Regions from separate parts of the Sus scrofa genome. Here regions 2 and 3 are each linked to region 1. Evidence: chromatin contacts called from public Hi-C and HiChIP or PLAC-seq data. All regions are on one chromosome and are shown on one strand. The core of a region is the stretch at or near the end of the contact, and the rest is flanking DNA. Distances in the headings are between cores, read along the strand shown.

Evidence for each region. Hi-C and Micro-C count contacts between places; a contact is called where the count stands out from the background. HiChIP or PLAC-seq counts read pairs in DNA pulled down with a chosen protein or histone mark.
Region 2: a contact with region 1 is called in an H3K27ac HiChIP or PLAC-seq map of skeletal muscle. The contact joins two enhancer-like sites.
Region 3: a Hi-C map of skeletal muscle shows a contact between it and region 1, with 2.9 times the contacts expected there. The contact joins two enhancer-like sites. A contact is called at or near these places in 6 of 47 Hi-C or Micro-C datasets (embryonic fibroblasts, epiblast stem cells, fetal heart ventricle and 2 more) and 1 of 2 datasets of contacts at active chromatin or transcription factors (skeletal muscle).

The regions. Positions count from the first base shown.
Region 1 is chr2:140,889,903-140,894,427 of Sscrofa11.1, reverse strand. All of the region lies in intron 7 of SIL1 (nucleotide exchange factor SIL1), which reads left to right. Among named protein-coding and RNA genes, the nearest start is that of MIR9820, 50 kb to the left of the region's middle. Within about 2 kb of position 2,382, at least 14 of the 83 cell types and tissues checked have an H3K27ac peak or open chromatin away from gene starts, as enhancers often do. A contact at or near this core is called in skeletal muscle, where this site is marked.
Region 2 is chr2:141,167,376-141,171,900 of Sscrofa11.1, reverse strand. No RefSeq gene overlaps it. Among named protein-coding and RNA genes, the nearest start is that of MATR3, 9.9 kb to the left of the region's middle. Within about 2 kb of position 2,615, at least 22 of the 83 cell types and tissues checked have an H3K27ac peak or open chromatin away from gene starts, as enhancers often do. A contact at or near this core is called in skeletal muscle, where this site is marked.
Region 3 is chr2:141,148,965-141,153,489 of Sscrofa11.1, reverse strand. No RefSeq gene overlaps it. Among named protein-coding and RNA genes, the nearest start is that of MATR3, 28 kb to the left of the region's middle. Within about 2 kb of position 1,794, at least 4 of the 83 cell types and tissues checked have an H3K27ac peak or open chromatin away from gene starts, as enhancers often do. A contact at or near this core is called in skeletal muscle, where this site is marked.

The sequences.
Region 1 (4,525 bases), core at 1,133-3,632:
TAGCACCTACGCAGTGGATACAGTCAGGGGCAAGGGTATCAAGTGTGCGGTTGACTCTCAGATGTTTCTGGAAAGATGTGTAAATACCGAGATAGAAAATGAAAAGGCGAACGTAGTAAAAGGTAAATAATCCGTGACTCTTGATGGAAGTGCTTTTTTATTTTGAAACGTTTCTGTAGGTTATTTTTCTTTGTGACTTTCTGTAATTTTTAAGTGCCCATTCTGAAGTGATTTAAGGGAGAAAATTGCCCCCAGGTGACTGCGATGCAGAGCTATGTTTGAGAGCTACCAGATGTCGCAAGAGGCTTCGGTGGCCTTTCCTCTTGAGGCCCCTTCTCTCTCTCCAGAGGTGGGCACATCCTCCGCCTGTGTGTGTGTGTGTGTGTGTGTCTGGAGATAGGCTTGTGAGCTCCACCGCTGGGAACTGTGGCGTCCTGCATTTGCTTACGTGACTGGCAGCCAGTTAGGGACGGGATTTGAAGGGTCCAGTGATGCTCCTTCCTCTCTCGGCGTCCATAGGTGCCTCCAGGGGCCTCGCGAGCTTCCCACCCACTGTGCTTAGTCGGCATCAAGCTCGTTACGGGCCGGATGTTTGGTCTCTCCAGGGAAATTTGCTCTCATGTGGAAGGGTTGTATGTGGCATTAATTTTCTTTTGGTGAACGTACTCTGTTTTTATTTTTTACGTTGGTCACTGTCCATTATCTTGACGGCTTCTTCGATTGCGTAGCCCCATTAAGCCCTCGGTGGCAGGCGAGTAGAGATCCCTAATGAGCCTGCCTCCTTCGGGAGTGCACAGCCGGCAAAGCCTGGGGTTTCACAGGTGATCAGCGAAGGACTCTCTCTCTGGGCAGGACGGTGAGCTTGCATGACCTCAGCAGGCAGGGTCCCAGAAGGTGGAGCTGACCTCATAGGCCCTGAGGTGAGCCCCTTTCTCCACCACACAGCATCTTCTCAGAGAGCGCTTCAGAACAATGGCAGTTCTTTCTTCTGCTACTAAGACAAGAGAAATCGTAATTGTCCTACTTGGAAACACCGTAAGGCCTCCTGAGAACACGGGCCCTGCGTGTCCCTGGTGTGCCGTGGACGAGCCTGCCGTCTAGGTTTGGACTGGGCCTCTGGATGACCCAGCCCCGCACCCAGGCTTTCCCTTCCTGTCTGCTCAGCCCCCATCCAAGCAGTCAGCCTCCTCCTTACTTCCCACCCTGGAGCTCTGCCTTTCCGTTTTTCTCCTTTTCCACCGACTCAAACTGATTTTGATTTTCGGCGCCGTCATCCTGATCCATGCACGAGCAGGGTCTCCTTGCATTTCCTATGTCTGTGCACACACCCTGGTGCCAGCAGTGCCTGTGTCACGGTCTGGAGTGTCACAGAGGACCCCACACTGATTTACTGCCCCGCCCTCACCATCTTGACATTCCCAGCAGCTTTAGAACAGGGGCCCCACGTTTCCATGAACGTCTCGCAGCCAGGCCTGAGGGCCAGGGAAGGAGGAGGGCGGCTCCAGAGATCAGCAAGGCACCCTGAGATCAGCTCCCCCTGCCGCCCGCCGCCCCCATTGCTCAGCTTGGTTGGCGAAACGAGGATCTCTGGCCCTTGGCACGTTGCCCGCCCCAGTCACCCTGACCCAGACTGTTTGGCTTCTGCACTTGCAATCACTTCCCTTTCTGCAGTGCACCCCCGCCCAGCCCCACCTCCAAGATGTACGAAGTGGCAGCTGCTGCCATCCCTCTGCACAGACAGCTGACTCGCCTGCTGATTGTGACCGTCCCAGTAATCCAAGTGCTAATGGTATTTATTCAGTCCAGCCGGCTTAGCCCTGAACAAGGTTTATTCTCATTTATCTCATCGAGACGAGCTTTGTCCTTCATATCCTTCTGTTGACTTTGAGCACACTAGCGCCACTCATGTTGCTGAGAGGCATGCCGGGCCCCTGCCCTTTTAACTCACTCGAATCCCCAATTATCAGGACACCTATCCTCGAGCCAGCAAGACGCCCCCACCGCCAGCAACAGGCGTGGGTGGCAGCTCTGGTCCCGAGTCTGTCGGCCAGGGGCGATGAGCCCAGGGCATCTGCGCTGAATAAAGGCTGTGTTCGCAAGGATACGGTCTGGCTTCTTTGTGCAGCAAACCCACTATCATTATTTTTCCGTCACAGTGCATTTTGGCATCCGATAGCTATTCTCTCTTGACCTCAAGGTAGTTTTGGCCCCGCCACAGGTGGAGAAGCTGAAGTGGAGGGGTTTGCCCGCGGCCAGCAGCCACTGTTTACAGGATTCTCACCAAGGCTTCTCCAGGCTCTGGCTCTGGCATGTCCCGTATTCCTCTGCTGAGCTATTTTAGGCATTCCTTCCCCCCAGACATCCAGCACTGACCATTCAGAGCCTGAGGACGAGCTGCCTGGAGAAAGAGGTTCTGAGAACAGGTTGCTGTCTGCTCTTCCCCGAGCGAGGGGCCTTCGTCCAGTCCTCAGGCCATCTTCCTCGCCTGTACTCCCCGTCTCCCGCGTCTTTCTTCTTACAGGCAGCCCTCCTGGCTCTTTCAAACCAGACCGTTCTTTCTCAGGTTCAGAGCCACACGGTCTGGCCTAAAGATAACGTAGCCATTCCTTTATTCCCCTCGAAACCTGTCAGTACGGTGTGGTGGGGTGGCGCCCCTCTGTGTGTAGAGCTGGCTTTTGTCAAGGGTCGAATGGCACATCTCAGCCTGCGTGTCCCCAGGGATCTGTCCTGCCAACGGGGCTTCTCTGAGCAACTGTCTGGCAGTGCCATGCTTCTAGATCTTTCCTAGGACGGTGCTCTTTGGCCTCTGTCACCCACCCTGGGCCTCTCTTGGACAGACGTGCCGGCGGGCCGTGTCTCTCTCTGGCTCTTGGCCCCGCCCTTAGTGTAGAGGAGCCTAGGGACTTGCCCACCTGGGCCGTGCCCTCCCCTTCCCCTCCCGGCTTGCACTTCGTTGGTGCTTTGGTTTCCTTTGGGATTTGGGTCTTCGCTCCCTTGTACCAGGTGAGGCCTGGGTGGGCCGGGTTCCAGTCCTGGCCTTTCTCTCCCCTGCCCCGCCCAAGGAGGGGACAGGCTGCTCCCCGGGAGCTGCTCGGCTGGACTCCCTGGGGCCCCTCGGCTCCTGAGCGCTGCGCTTGTCTTCCCAGGGTGGCCAGCCGATGGCCTTGTTCTCAGCAGGCCTGTAAACTAGGACGAAGCTCCACCCGCCGTCTGGGAGGCCCTGTCTGTGCCCGGGCTCCTGGGTGCTGCTCCCTGGGGCTGATGCCACGTTGGGCCTCGCAGTCCCCCTGCTTTGCGAGGCTGCGTTTGGCGTGTGCGTGAATTTCTCGGCGTGGTCGCCGTCTTTTCCTGGACCCTGCCTCAGACAGAGACAGCCCCAAGCAGCCCCCGCTCCGCCGAAGCCCCGCTGCCTCTCTCAGGCTGGGGGAGCGGTCCGCCTACTTCCCCAGGGACCCCAGCCCTCAGACAGCTCCTCAGACACAAGCGAAGGGGCAGTGGCAGGGGCTGCAGGTCCTCCCGGCTCAGAGCCGGGGGCCGGCTCCATGTGCCTGTGCCGAGTCAGCTTTGACCCTTGAAGCTGGGGCCGGGGGGAGAATAGAGGGTGGACATCGAGGGCCCCCTGGGGCCCCCTCACCTCACCACCTGCTGTGGGCCGTGCCCGCTCCTGTGAGCAGCAGGGTTCCCCCCTCCCCCCCCCCTCTCCCCCGCTCTCCTCTCTCCCTCTCCTCTCTCTCTCCTCTCTCTCTCTCTTCTCCCTCTCCTCTCTCTCCCCCTCTCTCTCTCCTCTCTCCCTCTCCTCTCTCTCTCTCTCTCTTCTCTCTCTCTCCCTCTCTCTCTTCTCTCTCTCTCTCCTCTCTCCCTCTCCTCTCTCTCTCTCTCTCTCCTCTCTCTCTCCCCTCTCTCTCTCTCCTCTCTCTCTCCTCTCTCTCTCCTCTCTCTCTCTTCTCTCTCTCCTCTCTCTCTCTCTCCTCTCTCTCTCCTCTCTCTCTCTCTCTCTCCTCTCTCTCTCTCTCTCTCCTCTCTCTCTCTCCTCTCTCTCTCTTCTCTCTCTCTCTCCTCTCTCTCTCTCTCTCTCTCCTCTCTCTCTCTCCTCTCTCTCTCTTCTCTCTCTCTCTCTCCTCTCTCTCTCTCCTCTCTCTCTCTCCTCTCTCTCTCTCTCTCCTCTCTCTCTCTCTCCTCTCTCTCTCTTCTCTCTCTCTCTCCTCTCTCTCTCCCTCTCTCTCTCCTCTCTCTCTCTCTCCTCTCTCCCTCTCCTCTCTCTCTCTCCCTCTCTCTCTCTCTTCTCCCTCTCCTCTCTCTCTCTCCTCTCCTCTCTCCTCTCTCTCTCTCCTCTCTCTCTCTCTCCTCTCTCCCTCTCCTCTCTCTCTCTCTCTCCCTCTCTCTCTCTCTTCTCCCTCTCCTCTCTCTCTCTCCTCTCCTCTCTCTCTCTTCTCCCTCTTCTCTCTCTCTCTCTCCTCTCTCTCTCTCTCTCATCACCGCCCCCCCTTTTCTCTTTTGTTTGTACCTTGCCTCATTCGTCAGGACG
Region 2 (4,525 bases), core at 1,366-3,865, 280 kb before region 1:
TATGGTCATTGCCAATTTTAAGGTCTAGAAAAGACTTTTTACTCTGGGTCCTGTGGCCTTTCAGAGTTCCTTCTTCAGCAAAGAAACAGAGAAACTTAATGCATTTAAGTGGGCAGCACAAAGAGATACAGAGCAGGAGATGTGTTCTCATGCTTTTCCCACCCTAGCTTGATGCCCTCATAATGGTCTTGTTTGACATTTCTGGTGTACCTACTCTGCAGAAGGCATAGGGGCCTGAAAGAGCTGGAGTCTCTGTTTTTTCCAATTGAATTGTTAATAGAATGCCCTCCATGTAAACAGGCAAAGCTCTTTGGAAGACAGGCAGTGTGGTACAAAGAGTAGCTGCAAGGCATCCTGGGATTCTGGGCTCCCTCTGTAGCATGTAGGGAAATATCATGATGACATCAGCTAGAACAAGACTAATTCTCAGTCCTTCTAGATGTTGAGCAAGTTCCAAGACTTGGCTCCCTCCTCACATGCCTCCAATCACCCCTTCATTTGGTTTCTAGACTCAATTAGTTAGTCTATTTCCATACCCCTCATTTTCTCACCAACCCCACCCCCACAGTGTCCAAATTGGTCCTCCAATACTGGAACCATTTGCCGGAAATTCATTAAGCTGAACACATGGGAAATTACAGAGGAGATTTCACTTGTCACTTAGGCTCAAATATAGAAAGTAATTTTAAAAGGACAGTGGCAAGGGGCTATTTTTATCTTGCTTGTTTGTGCTGAGTTTTCTTATCTTGCTGTCTCTCATTCTCTTCCAAGCTATCTTGCCTCTTCTTTGCTTCTCCTTTAAAATAAATGTTGGCCTTTTTCATCTTGTCTTAGGTTCTCTTATCTTGCTTTATGGATTCTTTTGTCTGCTTTTGTCATTTATTCATTCATTCAACAAATATTGAATATCTACCAAGTAGCAGGTCTTGTGCTCCACACTAGGAGAATATAGTGCTTTGTGAAACAGGTGTGGTCCTTTCCATTATGGGGACCACAGTCTGATGAGGCTGGTGGACATCAGATGGATTGAGTTCAGTTTTAGTCACAGGATAGCTTTGCGGGAGCTACTAGTACCTTACTGGTGATAAGTTTAACCTGCCGTAAATGGGAATTTGAAAAGAGCCCAAATCTTAGATGTGCGTGGGGTTAAAGAATAAACCAGATATGGAGTTCCCGTCGTGGTTCAGTGGTTAATAAATCCGACTAGGAACCATGAGGTTGCGGGTTCGATCCCTGGCCTTGCTCAGTGGGTTAAGGATCCGGTGTTGCCGTGAGCTGTGGTGTAGGTTGCAGATGCAGCTCGGATTCCGAGTTGCTGTGGCTCTGGCATAGGCTGGCGGCTACAGCTCTGATTGGACCCCTAGCCTAGGAACCCCCATGTGCCGCAGGAGTGGCCCAAGAAATGGCAAAAAGACAAAAAAAAAAAAAAAAAAAAAAAAAAAAAGAATAAACCAGATATATCATAAGGAAGGCAAGGAAATGAAGACTTATACAAACCCCAGGCATAGAGAGAACACGGGTTTGAGAGTCAGATGTGCATCTGATTCTGACTTCACCACTTACATATTAGCTGTTTGACTTCTGGATCTCAGCTTCCTCACCTATAAAATGGGAATTGTAATCTCTACATTTTAGGTTGTTTTGATGATTAAATGAGATAGCGTAGGAGTTCCCATTGTGGCTCAGCAGTAACAAATCCAGCTAGTATCCATGAGGACTTGGTTTCGATCCCTGGCCTCACTCAGTGGGTTAAAGATCCAGAATTGCTGTGAGCTGTGGTGTAGGTAGCAGACGCAGCTCAGATCTGGCATTGCTGTGGCTGTGGCTGTGGCTGGCAGCTGGAGCTCCAATTCAGTCCCGAACCTGGGACCTTCTTTATGCCATGGGTGCAGCCCTAAAAAGCAAACAAACAAACAAAACAAGAAAAGAAACAAACAAAAAAAAAGAGAGAGAGATAGCATATATAAGGGACCAGCAGGTGCTCAATATATGTCACTTCCTTTCCCATCACCTCATTAACCCACCTTTGAATTTCACAAGTACAAAAAAAACCAAAAGTCCAGTCTCTCATTTGGTGGAAAATGAAATTCTTTGGTGGGTATTCACCAATCACATGCTCAGAGAAATGGATCATTATTATACTGGTTACAAGAAGTTGCACTATATATGCAATTTATTTATATTTATTTGTTTGTTATTTGCTTTTTAGGGCTGCACCCAAGACATATGGATGCTTCCAGGCTAGGGGTCGATCAGAGCTGCATGCAGCTGCCGGCTTATACCACAGCCACAGCAATGCAGGATCTGAGCTGCGTGTGCAACCTATACATCAGTTCATGGCAACCCTGGATCCTTAACCCACCGATCAAGGCCAGGGATGGAACCTGCATCCTCATGGATACAGGCCAGATTGGTTTCTGCTGTGCCGCAAGGGGAACTCCTACATATGCAATTTATGACAGATTACTCCCTTATTCTGGGATAAATGAAAGGCAGTGAAAAAAAAATTAGAAAAAAGTATACAAAAAGACTGAAATAATGTATACCAAAGGACTTCCTCCGTATGAGGGCTGGGAACGCGAGAGGATGCCAGCGAGCGTTTCCCTAAGAGTATCTGTTTGGACTGGGCTCAAGCTGGCATCCCTGCCGGTGGAGAAGAAACCTTCCCACCTCGTCGGGTCCCCTTTAGCCTGGGGAATCTTTTCGGGAGGAATCGCGGTTCCTCTTCCCTGTCGGAGCCAGGCGTGCTCCGGGGAGAGGAATGCTGCCAGGAAAGCGTGTTGCTCGAGAGGAAAGGCAAAGCGGCAGCTGCCATTTCGGGCGCTTAACCCGAGCCCCACATTGAGGAGCTGCTGATTTGGTTTACCTGATTCCTCCTCCCTGATAAGAAAGCAGCCTCTTCAATCAGAGGTTCTTTGAAACTGAAACGGAAGCCTGAGCTCCACTGCGGAAATGGGCAGGGGCAACCCTCAAAGGAAGATGCCCGGCTCCGCAGGCGGCACCAGGACGCCCGCCTTCCCGCCCCCGCCCCCGCCCCCCAGGAAATTTCCGGTTGCCTTTGTTCTGCCAAGTTCTTTTCCAAGGTCGTTATTTGAGTTGTCCTTTCCGCCTTTCACCACCCTTTGCCTTCTTTTTCCTCTTCTCGCTTTCCTTTCCTCCTCTCTCGTGCCCCCTCCCTTTCATTTTCTCCTGCCCGCCTCCCCCCATCTCCGTAGCAGCTCTTGGCTCTCATAGCCTAGCCCACTGGGATTTTTGGCTCCAAAATTTTTAGAATTCATCTTGATCCAAAATAACAATGTTATGCGGATAACAAAGGCAATGCTCTGTATATGCAGAGAGCGAGCTTTCCCTAAGTGTAGTCAGGTGCACGGGGCGGGGGGGGGGGTGTGCATTTCAGGCAGGATTTTCAGAGCCTTTCAGATGTCAACGAATCGTGAGTGTGTGTGTGTGTGTGTGTGTGTGGTGGGGGGGTGTTTAGAATATTGGAATGCGCTTTTCCCAAACCTCCTGATATTTTTTTCCCCACAGAGCATGTCCTGGGACATAGTCTTTGGAACACATTTCAGAAACATTTATATCGTGTTAGATTTTTTTAAAAATGCTGTGACATCATCATTTGAGATCTACAACTATTCTGCTATAGGACAGGGAAGTTAATAATAGCCTCACTTTATAGATGAGTAAAACTGAGGCTCAGAGGGTTACCTGCCTAGCTTATAGTAACATAGGTAGCCAGCAAGCAACAAAGCTAGGTCTTTTTATTTATGGCCCTACACTCTCTGCACTGGCTTGTACTGTGTTTAAATATATATATATGTAATATCATAATATGGCACATGATATATGATATAGGGTCTAAAAGATATACATAATATACCTGATGAATTATGACGTTTATTTTTTCCCAGTCAACTAAATATGCATTGCACATCTATCTATGATGATGTGTTTATCATTATTCCAGGTGCTGGGGAGCAGTGACCAAAAAAAACCATATCTTGCCTTCATGGAGCTTACATTCTAGTGGGGGAGAGAGAAGTTATGAGATAAATATGTAAAATATATTCTTTTATCTATGTTACAGAATGCATATATATAAGCCTTATAATCGTAAGGGCTAAGAATAAAAATAAAGTGGAGAAAAAGACAGGTGTGCAAGTTTCAGATAAGGAGTGAAGGGGGTCAAGGAAGGCTACTCTGAAAAGGCTACATTGAATAAAGACCTCGGAGTTCCCGTCGTGGCTCAGTGGTTAACGAATCCGACTAGGAATCATGAGGTTGTGGGTTCGATCTCTGGCCTTGCTCAGTAGGTTAAGGATCCGGCATTGCCGTGAGCTGTAGTGTAGGTCACAGATGCGACTTGGATCCCTTGTTGCTGTGGCTCTGGTGTAGGCCTGTGGCTACAGCTCCAATTAGACCCCTAGCCTGGGAACCTCCATATGCCGCGGGAGCGGCCCAAGAAATGGCAAAAAGACAAAAAAAAAAAAAAAAAAAGACCTGAAGGAGATAAGGGGGTGGCCATGCG
Region 3 (4,525 bases), core at 545-3,044, 260 kb before region 1:
GTGATGGATGCCGCAGCTTGTGGCAGCACCCAATCCTTAACCCAATGAGCGAGGCCACGGTCGAGCCATGCATCCTCATGGATACTAGTCAGGTTATAGCCACCGTGGGAACTCCTAATTCAAGGATATTATTGTTTCTTTTGTCATTTAAGCCATCTCTGTGCCTCTGGGGTGACAGGTGCCTGCTCTGCCTGCATATCTGCGCTAACTCCATGCTCGGGTGTCTGTCACCCCCTTCTGCTGGCCTGCACCTGTAAGCAACGCTCCTTCTTTTCCCTCTTTCTAAGCAGCCGCTGGGCACCCCAGAAGCATGGTGATCTTTGTTTGTCTTAGAACTTTAATAGGAAGATAAGCTCCTGAGGGAGACAGAATCGTTGGAGTAGCCCTCTGCATTCCCACTGCTCAGGAGTGGCGCGTGAGGCAGGTCCACGGAGGCAGGGGGAGTAGGAGGGAAGCTAGGGTCAAAGCCGAGGGACATCTTAGACTTCTGTCTCGGCCTGTGTTGGTTTGGCTTGGTGTCGTCTTCTTCTCCGTGACAAGTGTGTGTGTGTTTCACATCATTTTGGGCACCTGGAGTCGGGGAGGGGACAAGGATCCTCTCACCCCTCTTCCACCTGTTCAAATCTTAAAGTCTTAGCCTCTGCCAGACCTCGAGGCAGCTGCATCAAGGGCCTGGGGATTGCATGTGCCCTACGTTGCTCAGAGGCTGTGCTTGGGGAGGGCTGTGCTGCCCCTTTGTTCCCTAAACAGGCAGAAAAGCCTGGTGGTTCAGAGCCCAAGATCTGGAGTTCCCGTCGTGGCTCAGTGGAAACGAACCCAACTAGTAACTGTGAGGTTGCGGGTTCGATCCCTGGCCTTGCTCAGAGGGTTAAGGATCCAGCGTTGCCGTGAGCTGTGGTGTAGGTTGCAGACACAGCTTGGATGATCCCGCATTGCTGCGGCTGTGGTGTAGGCTGGCAGCTATAGCTCCAATTCGACCCCTAACCTGGGAATTTCCATGCCGCGAGTGCGGCCCTAAAAAGCAAAAAAAAAAAAAAAAAGAGAGCGAGCCCAAGATCTGAGACCTGGATTTGACCCCAGTCTGCTTGTTTCCAAATTAGGTCCCCTCACTTTTCACATTTGCAGAATGGCAGTGATTAATAGTCTCTGCCTCGTAGGGTTGTTGTAAAGAATAAATGAGAAAACCTATGAAGCCCTTAACATGTTGCTAAAATAATTTTGTGGTTTCGTGTGGCTCAGAATGCTGTCTACATCATGGGCAATGCCCTTCAAAGGCCTGGCCATGCGGATATAGCGCTTCTCAGGCCACCTCCTCCAAGAAAGGGCCCCTAGGTCTGGGTTGTGCCCACTTCCCTAGAGATCAGGCTGTTTCTACCCAGCAGCCCCTGGGGGCCGGAGTTGAGGGGCTGGGGGAGGCAATGGAAAGTCAATGAGAGTTTTGGGGGAGTCGGGTGTTTCTTACATAGAAATGTCAAGAGTCAGAGCGGGAAGTAGAGGAGGTGGCGGGGGTGGGGGGGAGGAGGGGAGAACTGAGGATGTCTCTAAGCTGCCAGAATAAGGATGGGGCTGCAGCTCTAGGGGCCTGGCACTTCCTGCCACCCTCAGTCTTGGGGATGAGTCACTAGAGGGAGGAGTGATGGAGGCATTATGCTCTGCCCACAGGGCATCGGGCTGTTGCCCAAAAAAGGGCTGTGGGAGGGAGAAGGCGATCCAGAGCCTTGGGGCAGAGAGGAGCTGGGAACAAGGGGAGAGAGGAGGAGCTCCCCAGGCTCAGCTTACTTCTCTCATGTCCAAGGAGGCAGGTGCCATCTTCCATCCGCTGTGCCCGCTTCACTGCCCATCCTGGCCACGGATAGCCAACCCACGATTGTTCTTTTGACCTCTGCCGCTGTCTGTGTTGGTTTGGCTCAATCTAGTTTTCTTCTCCATGACAGGTGTGTCACTTCCTTTTGGGCACCCAGAGTGGGGGAGGGGCAAGGGCCCACTCGTCCCTTTTCTGCCTGTCTAAATCTTAAAGTCTCCTTCACTTTTCAAGCCTTTTCTTCTGTCCCCGAGAAGCCTGTCTATGACTCTGTAACAGCATTCGCTTCATTTTGTTGGGATTTTTTTTTTTCCCCCCAGGGATGCCTGACCCCTCCGCCTTCCAGCTCTGTAGAATCAGGAATCTCTTTATGTCTCTAGAGTCTGTCTAGCGGTGAGGCAGAAACATACGAATGTGGCCTTGGCCCATAAATACTATTTTTCTTTCTCTCCTTCTCTGGTTACTGCTCTTCCTCACTCTTCGTTATAGTTTCCGTTCACCCCTCGCCGCCTGTGTGCCTGATGTCTTTTCATGGCAATTTATTTAATCCTCATAATGACCTAATGGTCGTTTTACGGAGAAGAAAACTGAGCTGAGCAAGGGTAAGTAGCTCATCCAAGGTCACAGAGTCGGCAGTTGCCAGAACTGAGCTTGGTCAGAAAAGCCCTCAGGATTTTTATTAGCTTGTTTTAAGAGTCTTTTTGTTTGGGAAAAAAAAAAAGAGTTCGTGTTGTGGCTCAGCGCAAATGGAAACAAATCTGACTAGTATCCATGAGGATGCAGTTTCGATCCCTGGCCTCGCTCAGTAGGTTAAGGATCCAGCATTCCCATGAGCTGTGCTGTAGGTCGCAGACCAATTTGACCCTAGCCTGGGAACCTCCATGTGCCACGGGTGTGGCCCTAAAAATACAAAAGACAAAAATACATAAATACATAAATAAATAAAATCATTTTGTTTGTTTGGAGTTCCCATTGTGGCTCAGTGGTTCACAAACCGACTAGTATCCACGAGGATGCGGGTTTGATCCCTGGCCTCACTCAGCGGGTTAAGGGTCTGTCGTTTTTGTTTTGTTTTATTTTCTTTTCTTTTTGGCCATGCCCCACAGCATGCAGGAATTCCCAGGCTAGGGAACCTAGGACCTGGGGCCTGAACCTGGGCCACAGCAGTGACAACGCTGGATCCTTAACCTGCTGTACCACCAGGGAACTACAAGAATCTTTTTATTATTTTTTTTCTTTTATTGCCACCCTTTGGCGTATGGAGTTCCTGGGCCAGGGATCAGATCTAAGCCCTAGTTGGGATCTAAGCTGCAGCTGCAGCAACACTGGATCCTTAACCCACTGTGTGGGGTGAAGGATCAAAGCTGTGTCGCAGGGCTCCCAAGGTGCCACTGATTCCATTTAGCCACAGCGGGAACACCTTTATTATTACTTTTATTATTTATGTATTTATTTATGTATTTATTTTTTGTCTTTTGTCTTTTTAGGGCCACAGCCTCAGCGTATGGAGTTTCCCAGCCGAGGGGTCCAATCAGAGCCACAGCTGCCAGCCTGCGCCAGAGCCACAGCAACGCCTCTGAGCCGCGTCTGCAACCTACACCACAGCTCCTGACAACGCTGGATCCTTAACCCACTGAGTGAGGCCAGGGATCGAACTTGCAACCTCATGGTTCCTAGTCGGATTCGTTTCCACTTCACCATGGTGGGAACTCCTATGACTGGCTTCTTTCACTTAACATAAAGTTCTCAAGGTTCATCCATATTGTAGCATTTATCAGTCCTTCACTTGTTTTTATTGCTGAATAATATCACACTAATATTAACAGAATGGAATAATAATATTCCACTGTGTGGATATTATATGGATATACCATAAAATACCACATTGTATTTATCCATTTCTGAGTTGATGAAAATTTGGATTGCTTCTGCTTTATGGCTGTTATGAGTAATGTTACCGTGAACATTCATGTACACATTTGCGTGTGAACATCTGTTTTCAGTTCCCTCGGGTATGGGTACATCCAGGAGAGGAATTGCTGGGCCATAGGGCAACTCTCTGTTCAACCTTTTGAGAAATGCCAGACAGTTTTCCAAAGCGGATGTACCGTATTACAGTCTCACCAGCAGTATTCGAGGGTTCCAGTTTCTCCATATCCTGGTCAATACTTGTTATTATCTATCTTTTTAAAATTATCATCAGCCGAGTGGTTTTCCTTTTCATTTCTCTGGTGACTAATGACGATGAACATCTTTTTAAGCAAAAAAGAAAAAAAAAGAAAAGATAAAGGAGTTCCTGTCGTGGTGCAGCAGAAATGAATCCGACTAGGAACCATGAAGTCGTGGGTTCGATCCCTGGCCTTGCTCATTGGGTTAAGGATCCGGCCTTGCTGTGAGCTGTGGTGTAGGTTGCAGACGCAGCTCAGATCCGCTGTGGCTCTGGTTGTAGGCCAGTAGCTGTAGCTCCTATTGGACTGGAGGGAGCGGCCCTAAAAAGCAAAAACAAAAACAAAACATCTTTTTATGTGCTTAGTGGCGATTTGCATATCTTCTTTAGTGAATGTCTATTCAGACCCTTTGCTCATTTTTGAATTGGGTTATTTGTCTTTTTATTGTTGAGCTGTAAGTGTTCTTTACATATTCTAGATTTAAGTCTCTTCTTGGATTTATGATTTGCAAACATTCTCTCCCATTCTGTGGGTTGTCTTTTTAATTTCTTGATGA